2 separate regions of the Mus musculus genome follow, and region 1 is linked to region 2. A link is a contact called in public HiChIP or PLAC-seq data. All regions are on one chromosome and are shown on one strand. The core of a region is the stretch at or near the end of the contact, and the rest is flanking DNA. Distances in the headings are between cores, read along the strand shown. Region 1 overlaps Zeb2 (zinc finger E-box binding homeobox 2). Region 2 overlaps Gtdc1 (glycosyltransferase-like domain containing 1).

Evidence for each region. HiChIP or PLAC-seq counts read pairs in DNA pulled down with a chosen protein or histone mark.
Region 1: a BATF HiChIP or PLAC-seq map of CD8 T cells shows a contact between it and region 2, with 7 read pairs. The contact joins two enhancer-like sites. A contact is called at or near these places in 4 of 39 promoter capture datasets (cranial neural crest, liver, pre-B cells and 1 more), 1 of 115 datasets of contacts at active chromatin or transcription factors (CD8 T cells) and 1 of 9 other capture datasets (adipose tissue).

The regions. Positions count from the first base shown.
Region 1 is chr2:45,015,205-45,018,637 of GRCm38.p6, reverse strand. It overlaps Zeb2 (zinc finger E-box binding homeobox 2), which reads left to right. Exons shown (of 10, transcript NM_015753.4): 4 at 1,170-1,241. Among named protein-coding and RNA genes, the nearest start is that of Mir5129, 6.3 kb to the left of the region's middle. Within about 2 kb of position 1,262, at least 26 of the 459 cell types and tissues checked have an H3K27ac peak or open chromatin away from gene starts, as enhancers often do. A contact at or near this core is called in CD8 T cells, where this site is marked.
Region 2 is chr2:44,884,723-44,888,003 of GRCm38.p6, reverse strand. The region is part of intron 1 of Gtdc1 (glycosyltransferase-like domain containing 1); the gene reads left to right. Among named protein-coding and RNA genes, the nearest start is that of Gtdc1, 41 kb to the left of the region's middle. Within about 2 kb of position 1,268, at least 8 of the 459 cell types and tissues checked have an H3K27ac peak or open chromatin away from gene starts, as enhancers often do. A contact at or near this core is called in CD8 T cells, where this site is marked.

The DNA of each region.
Region 1 (3,433 bases), core at 13-2,512, 130 kb before region 2:
TCACAGTTCCTGGTGTTCTAAGTAAAAGGATTACAGTACAGAAATCCTCGCCTCGGATCATGGTCTGCTCTCATTAGTATTGTACTGTACAGCTACAGTTTCTGAGAGTCCATGTTATGTTTGTTTATTTGAAATATTTTTAACTGGCAGGCTGCCTTGCTCTGCCTTCCCACATACTCTATAATATAGTACACAGAGAAAATTCCCATTTTTCTCCCTTATTTGAGAGTATTACCATTTTCAAAAATGGCCCTTAATCATTCATGAATTTCCACCTTCAACATTACATATTTTCATCTTAATTAAAACATTGAGCTACTGTTTTCTCTCTATTTTTTCATCAGGAAATGAATATGATTGCCTGTGGAGGCATAAATGCTCAAAACAAAAAGCTATTTATAGAAATGGGGAGGTATGAGAAATAGACTTTAGAAATTTATGTAAAACAGTCAATGGTTATTTTTAATACATCTGAGATGTTAGTTTGTAAAATCTAAGTATTCCAAGTTATGATATGCAGAATTGGGATTTTCTTTTCTTTTTTTCTTTTTCGAGACAGGGTTTCTCTGTGTAGCCCTGGCTGTCCTAGAACTTACTCTATAGACCAGGCTGGCCTCGAACTCAGAAATCTGCCTGCCTCTGCCTCCCAAGTGCTGGGATTAAAGGCGTACACTACCACTGCCCAGCAGAATTGGGGGTTTTCTTAAAAGGATACCAGCCTATACTAACTCCATCATAGCTATACCAAGCAGAAAGAACATGAAAGCAAAATGAGATATTCTGGCTTGCCATGAAGCACCCAGAGACAGCAGCTACTGTGTCTCTTCATAAGTTCAAATACTTCGTCACTTTTGACTCAATCTTATTGAAAAAAATAACATCTCCCCCCTGTTTGTCACTAGAACTGCCACCAGAAGAAAAGCCCTTCGTTTGCTTCAAATAAGCACCTCTGTTTTTCACAGCTTGCAGTAACGCTTAAAGTAAATAAGTTCTTGTGCAGCCTGCACTGTTGAATTCATTCAGATGCCTGAACAAAGCTTTTGTTTAGAGTTTTACAACAAGCCTCACTGTTTCCCTTCAAAGACTCCTCCTTGTTCCTATGTTTGGCATGCTTAGAATAGTAAGCCTTTCTGTAATTTTCAAATGCTAAAGATAATTTTCCCCCACAGAAGAAATGAAGGAAGATTATGATGCAATGGGGCCAGAAGCCACGATCCAGACCACAATTAACAATGGTACAGGTAAGTTACGTTCACATAGCAACATCATGTTTGTTCTGTGTCATGTGGTTTTCCTGAATCTGATAAAACACAGACACATCCATTTGCACCTCCATGATTAACAAGAAGTTAGACTTCACAGGTCTAGTTTTGTTTCAATTTTGAATTTGCCATATCTCTTATTTTATTAAGCAACTTTGTCTTCCATTCTTATACCCTAACTCACCTCTATAGCTCGGGAATTTTGAGTTTTATGAATGGACATTCTTACAGCATGATTTGTATGGCTTTCTAGTTTTAGCTTTTACTTTAAACATAATTTTTATATCATAATATAATATGCTGGCCTTAGCTACTACTTGATATCTGTCATTGAGAATTCAAGTGATATGATGAAGTACAAATTGAAAAGTACCTTTCCCAAATCCACATTTCCATAAATTCCTTAAAAAATTTTATCACTTAACTTCTCTCAGATTCTCTCTTCACTTTTAAATCTCTGCGTCTACTAGAGGTATCAAGTAATATTTCTCAGACAGACTTTTAAACAAGAATTAAATAAAACTGATGAATAACCACTCAGGACACAGTAGGCAGTGTTTTCCTTGGCTCTGCTGTGGCTGGTTAAGGGTGGCATTCCATGTTCGCCCCCAAACAGCATCTCTTCTCACAGCACAAGGTGACATAGATTCACTCTGTGTGTATCCTTTTCTGTATGGCACTACCTTCATGTTTCAAACAATCCTCCACACCATTGTAACACCATTACAAATGTTAGCACAGTCCCCAATACAAAGTCATTCCCTAAAATAAGACAAGAACAAAAATCACATAACTGTCTCCATTCAGCGTGCCAATGAAAAAAGTGTGCACTTTAAAATGGCTTCAGAAGTATATTTAATTAAGATGACATTCACATTTCCCTTAAGTCAATATGCATCATAATATACTGTTCATGCTGTCTATAAATATGTTTATTAACTACTTAAGAGATATGGGTTCACTGTCTTGGGTATAAAGTAAGTGAAACAATTTTCTAAAAACTCCTGACTTACTCATTTGAGTAATGTCAAATTGAGTACAAAACTAAAAGTATACAACCATATGGGCTTAGAGAAACTGTGGACTAGAGCACTGATAATTCTAATTTCTAGATGCAGCTTCAACAATACCTAGATTACAACCTTAGGCAAATCAATTAGTCTCTTGGGAACTCAGTTTCTATATCTGTAAAATGCATATGTTGAGCTAGCTGACTGCTCAGAATGCTTCTAGTTTTAATATTCTATGTTGCTGGGATACTGTTTCTATAAAAATAGAAACAAAAGCGAAATGGTTTTGTTTAAAATATAACAATGTACCCTAAATTAAGGACTCTCCAAAACCTCCCAGTTTGTGAGCTTCAAGATGGCCTCAGGTTCCCTTGAAGAAAAATGTCTCAGCTTCAAGCAAGCATTCATAAAAGCTGATTTCATTTCCTTCCTGATCACTGACAGTGTGATAAAGTGACAATTTAGCATCCATTGTATATACCTGAGTCTAACATGAGGTTAACAAAAAGTACTCAGGTCCAGGAGGTTTGCAAATCAATTTTGAACACCCTTTCACCAGGCTTTAAGATCCCCTGTCTCCTAATACTCAGTGATTCTTAGACTTCATATGCATGCAGTCAATAAAGAAATCAATACATAGTCATTGAGTGTTTTCAATATAGTCCCTGTTGTGTGCATGTGACGGAGATGATGGCCAGGAAGACTAAGTCATAATTATTATTTAATTTGGGAGAGATGCCCAATTTACATGAAAAGATGATAAACAGTAAGTGAAAATATGTGATAAATCAAATGGGAGGAGTCATAATTATTTGAATTACAGAGATTGACAAGATCCTGCAGAGTGGGAATCTGTCTAGGTTTTATGAAGGAAGTTGAATTTGAACTAAGTACATTTTCAGTAGTCTGGAAGGAAGAAGTGGAATATATAAGGTAAAGAGAAAACATAGTATCTAAGTAGAAGATAATGGGCAAAAGATATAAATTAAAGGGAATTTATGCGAAATAAAGTTATAAACCGAAGACAACTGTTAGAGAATATAAAGAAAGCATAAGAAGAAAGAAGTTGGGTCATGTTGTACCACCATGATGTCTTGGGAAAATCAAACTGTAGCCGTGTAGTCATAAAGCCATGAAGTGATTTTTAAAAAAAGTTTGTCA
Region 2 (3,281 bases), core at 19-2,518:
AACCATCACTTCAGATCATAATGTTCTTGAATCTTTTTATGGAAATACTTCTTAGAAGTTATCCTGTGTTCTTTATTTCCTTTGCTTCCTTAAGTTATTTGTGAAATATTTTCATTGTTTTCTATTTAAAATAATTGGAACAATATATTCATCAAACAGGGAGAATTGAGTTTCTTATTCTACTCTGTAGGTTAGAAATTAGGTTTTGAGAGAAGTGACTTGTTAGAACTGATTTGCTTGGTTAACAGGGGAGCCATTACGAAAACCAAAGTGAGACTGTGCATAGGGCCCAAACAAGAGAATTATGTATTAAAAAGCACTCCAGCTTCTGTAACTCATCTGATATGTCCAGGTTCATGTTACTAAGACCAATCATAGAAATAGGTACTATGGATCATTACCATGTTGAAGACATTTGCATCTGATACTGTTTATTCCTCAAACTACTACTGAGCTATTTCTATAGGTAGGGACATTTTATAGAAAAGGAATTGAAGTGAATATTCAAACTTGGCTGTTAGCTATGGTTATTTTACAACCACAATCTGTCTCTTATCAATTTTTTGTGTTACTCTTCTAAGAACTGACTGTGGTTTTCCCTTGGCCTTATTATTATCTTCTTAGGACCCTCATTACTTTCCCCCTGCTACCTCTCCCAGTGAGCTCATTGCTTTTGATCTTGTTTCCATCTCACACAGGCCTTTTCTAGACTTCTTTTCTTAATTTTGGGTGTTTTTCCCTCTATTAAATTATTTCACTTTAGTTTCTTTACTCAAACCCAGCCATCTCTTTATCTCATTCTTGTACATACTTAGAGCATACAGCATGCTTTGAAGGAGTTGATGTAGATGAATAAATAGGCTTGGTTGGGAGCTAAACAGTTGTGGGAGGAGCCGAATGAGTTTCCCCACTCTTATTCAGAGTACTTGGGTAGGTGTACACAAATAGCTTTGGCAGCACTCAGGATATGATTAATTTTACCTGAATGATTGGAAAAGATAGGACAGAGTAATTGACATTTAAGCTGTAGCCTTAAAGGAGGAGGTGGGGGGAGGTCTAAAGACTGAGAAGAGTAGGTGGAGGGCATTCCAGGAGAAGAAATACTGTATATACGAAAGAATGAAGTCACAAATTATATGCTATACATTGTGGTATAACCATGAAAGGCATGTTTTACAATGCTGTGCAAAGTGACATGTGTGTGGCTGCCCGTTGATGTTAGTGACTGACCTTTCTTTGGTTGAGTCATCCCCGTTCAGAGTCTGGTGTTTCATTTTACACCTTTTAGATACCTGATGAGCTGGACCTTCTGGAACTGAGCCCTTCTCATAAGTAGACCATGCATGTTCTTGGAAATGATTAGTTAGGTGTGTATATGAATCTTTGTGATTTTCAGTTTATTTCCAGTGACTGGGCAGAGGGGAACACTGGGACACACTGCGATGCACAACAGCTTCCACAATAAGATTTTGTTTGTTTGTTTGTTTGTTTGTTTGTATGTTTTTTATTTTGGTGGGGAGGTTGAAAGAACCATGGGTGGATATGAGGGGATGGGGAGATGAGCAGGCCTGGGGTGCATGATGTGAAACTCACAGAGAGTTAATAAAAAGTCTTAAACAAGGCATTGTAGATTGCTTTGAGACTGTACTTAATTTGGCTGGCTATTTTTTGGTGTTTTAAGACAGGGTTTCTCTGTGTAGCCCTGGATGTCCTGGAACTCACTCTGTAGACCAGGCTGGCCTCGAACTCAGAAATCTGCCTGCCTCTGCCTCCCAAGTGCTGGGATTAAAGATGTGCACCACCACTGCCCAGCACTGGCTGTGTAATAACTAGATTTTATTTTTTCTGAATACATGCTGAGTACATTTCTCTACCATGTCTGGATAGTGTTTACTACTTACTGCATTAGGAAAATAATATAACACCAAATTTCAGTTTTTGTCCTTCCTGGATGCCTACATCATTTTCACTTCCTCTTAAATCCCATAACCTCAATATGTTCTAGTCTTAATTGTTTTGAATCTTGTTTTTGTAGAAGATAGTACTTTAAGAGCATCCCCCTTCAAAGAAAACATTTCTTCTGTTCTCATCTTTCATCCATTTTCTGTTTTATTCTGTTTTATTGTACAAGAATATGCTTAGCATGTTCAAAGGTCTGGATTCAATTCTCAGTATAACCATCTCATCTCTTGTACATCTTTTCTTTTTTCCATTTCATTTTGGTTTTTCCTTTTTCTTTTGTTGACTCATTTATGACTGTAATGTAGTTTTCTAGTCCCCAACTTTTCCCTTCTTAGTCTCCCATTTGCTTTATTTAGATATCTTTCTTTGATATTTCCTACTGCTGCCGTCTGATCTATGGGATGCTCGAGTTCAGTGTTATAGATGGTACGTAGTGTTAGAATGAGAGAACCTGCTCCTGCATATAGTCTCTGACTTCCACAGTTGCACTGAGACTGGCAGAAGGACACAGACACACACAGACCACAGACAGCAGACACAGACAGACACAGACACACACACAACACACACACACACACACACACACACACACACACACACACACATACACACACACTATACACAATGAGTATGAATTACTTGATGAGAACAATCCAGGAACATACCTTCTTTGATTAAGGGTTTTGTATAGCCTAGGTTGGCCTTGAGCTCCACGAATATCTGAGTCTAGTCTTGAACTTCTAGAAGATCCTCCTGCTTTAATTACTAAGAATTGAGATTATAAGCTTGTGTGACCACATGCATTTTGTGATGGTGAGTCTTCATTGTCAGCTTGATAGAATTTAAGCTCATTGTGGACATGTCTGAGGAATGGTCTAGAGCCATCCTAAGTCTGAGTGGTACCAGTCTGGGGGCTGCAGTCCTGGAATGCACTAAGCAGAGCTAGAGCTGAATGAACGTGCATGTCTCTGCCTCTGCTTTCTGATTGCCTATGCTGTGTGATCAGCTGCCTCAAGTCTGGCCACCATGGCTTTCCACATTATGGACAGTTTGTTACCATGGAACTGTGGGCTGTAATAAACATGACTTTCACTTGTATTATTGTTTACAAGGGCATTGCTTACTTTAGAAAATTTAGTAAACTAGAGAAGTCCAAAGAAAAATACATTTTAATGTTATTGATATATTGTGGTTTTGGTTCTTCATATATTTTTGAATTATTAGCTTTTAATCTCATAATTATGGGCACATCTCTGTATCATTAAGTAATTTGTGCATCATTTAAAATTATTATGTAATTGTAATGATCATAGAAAGAA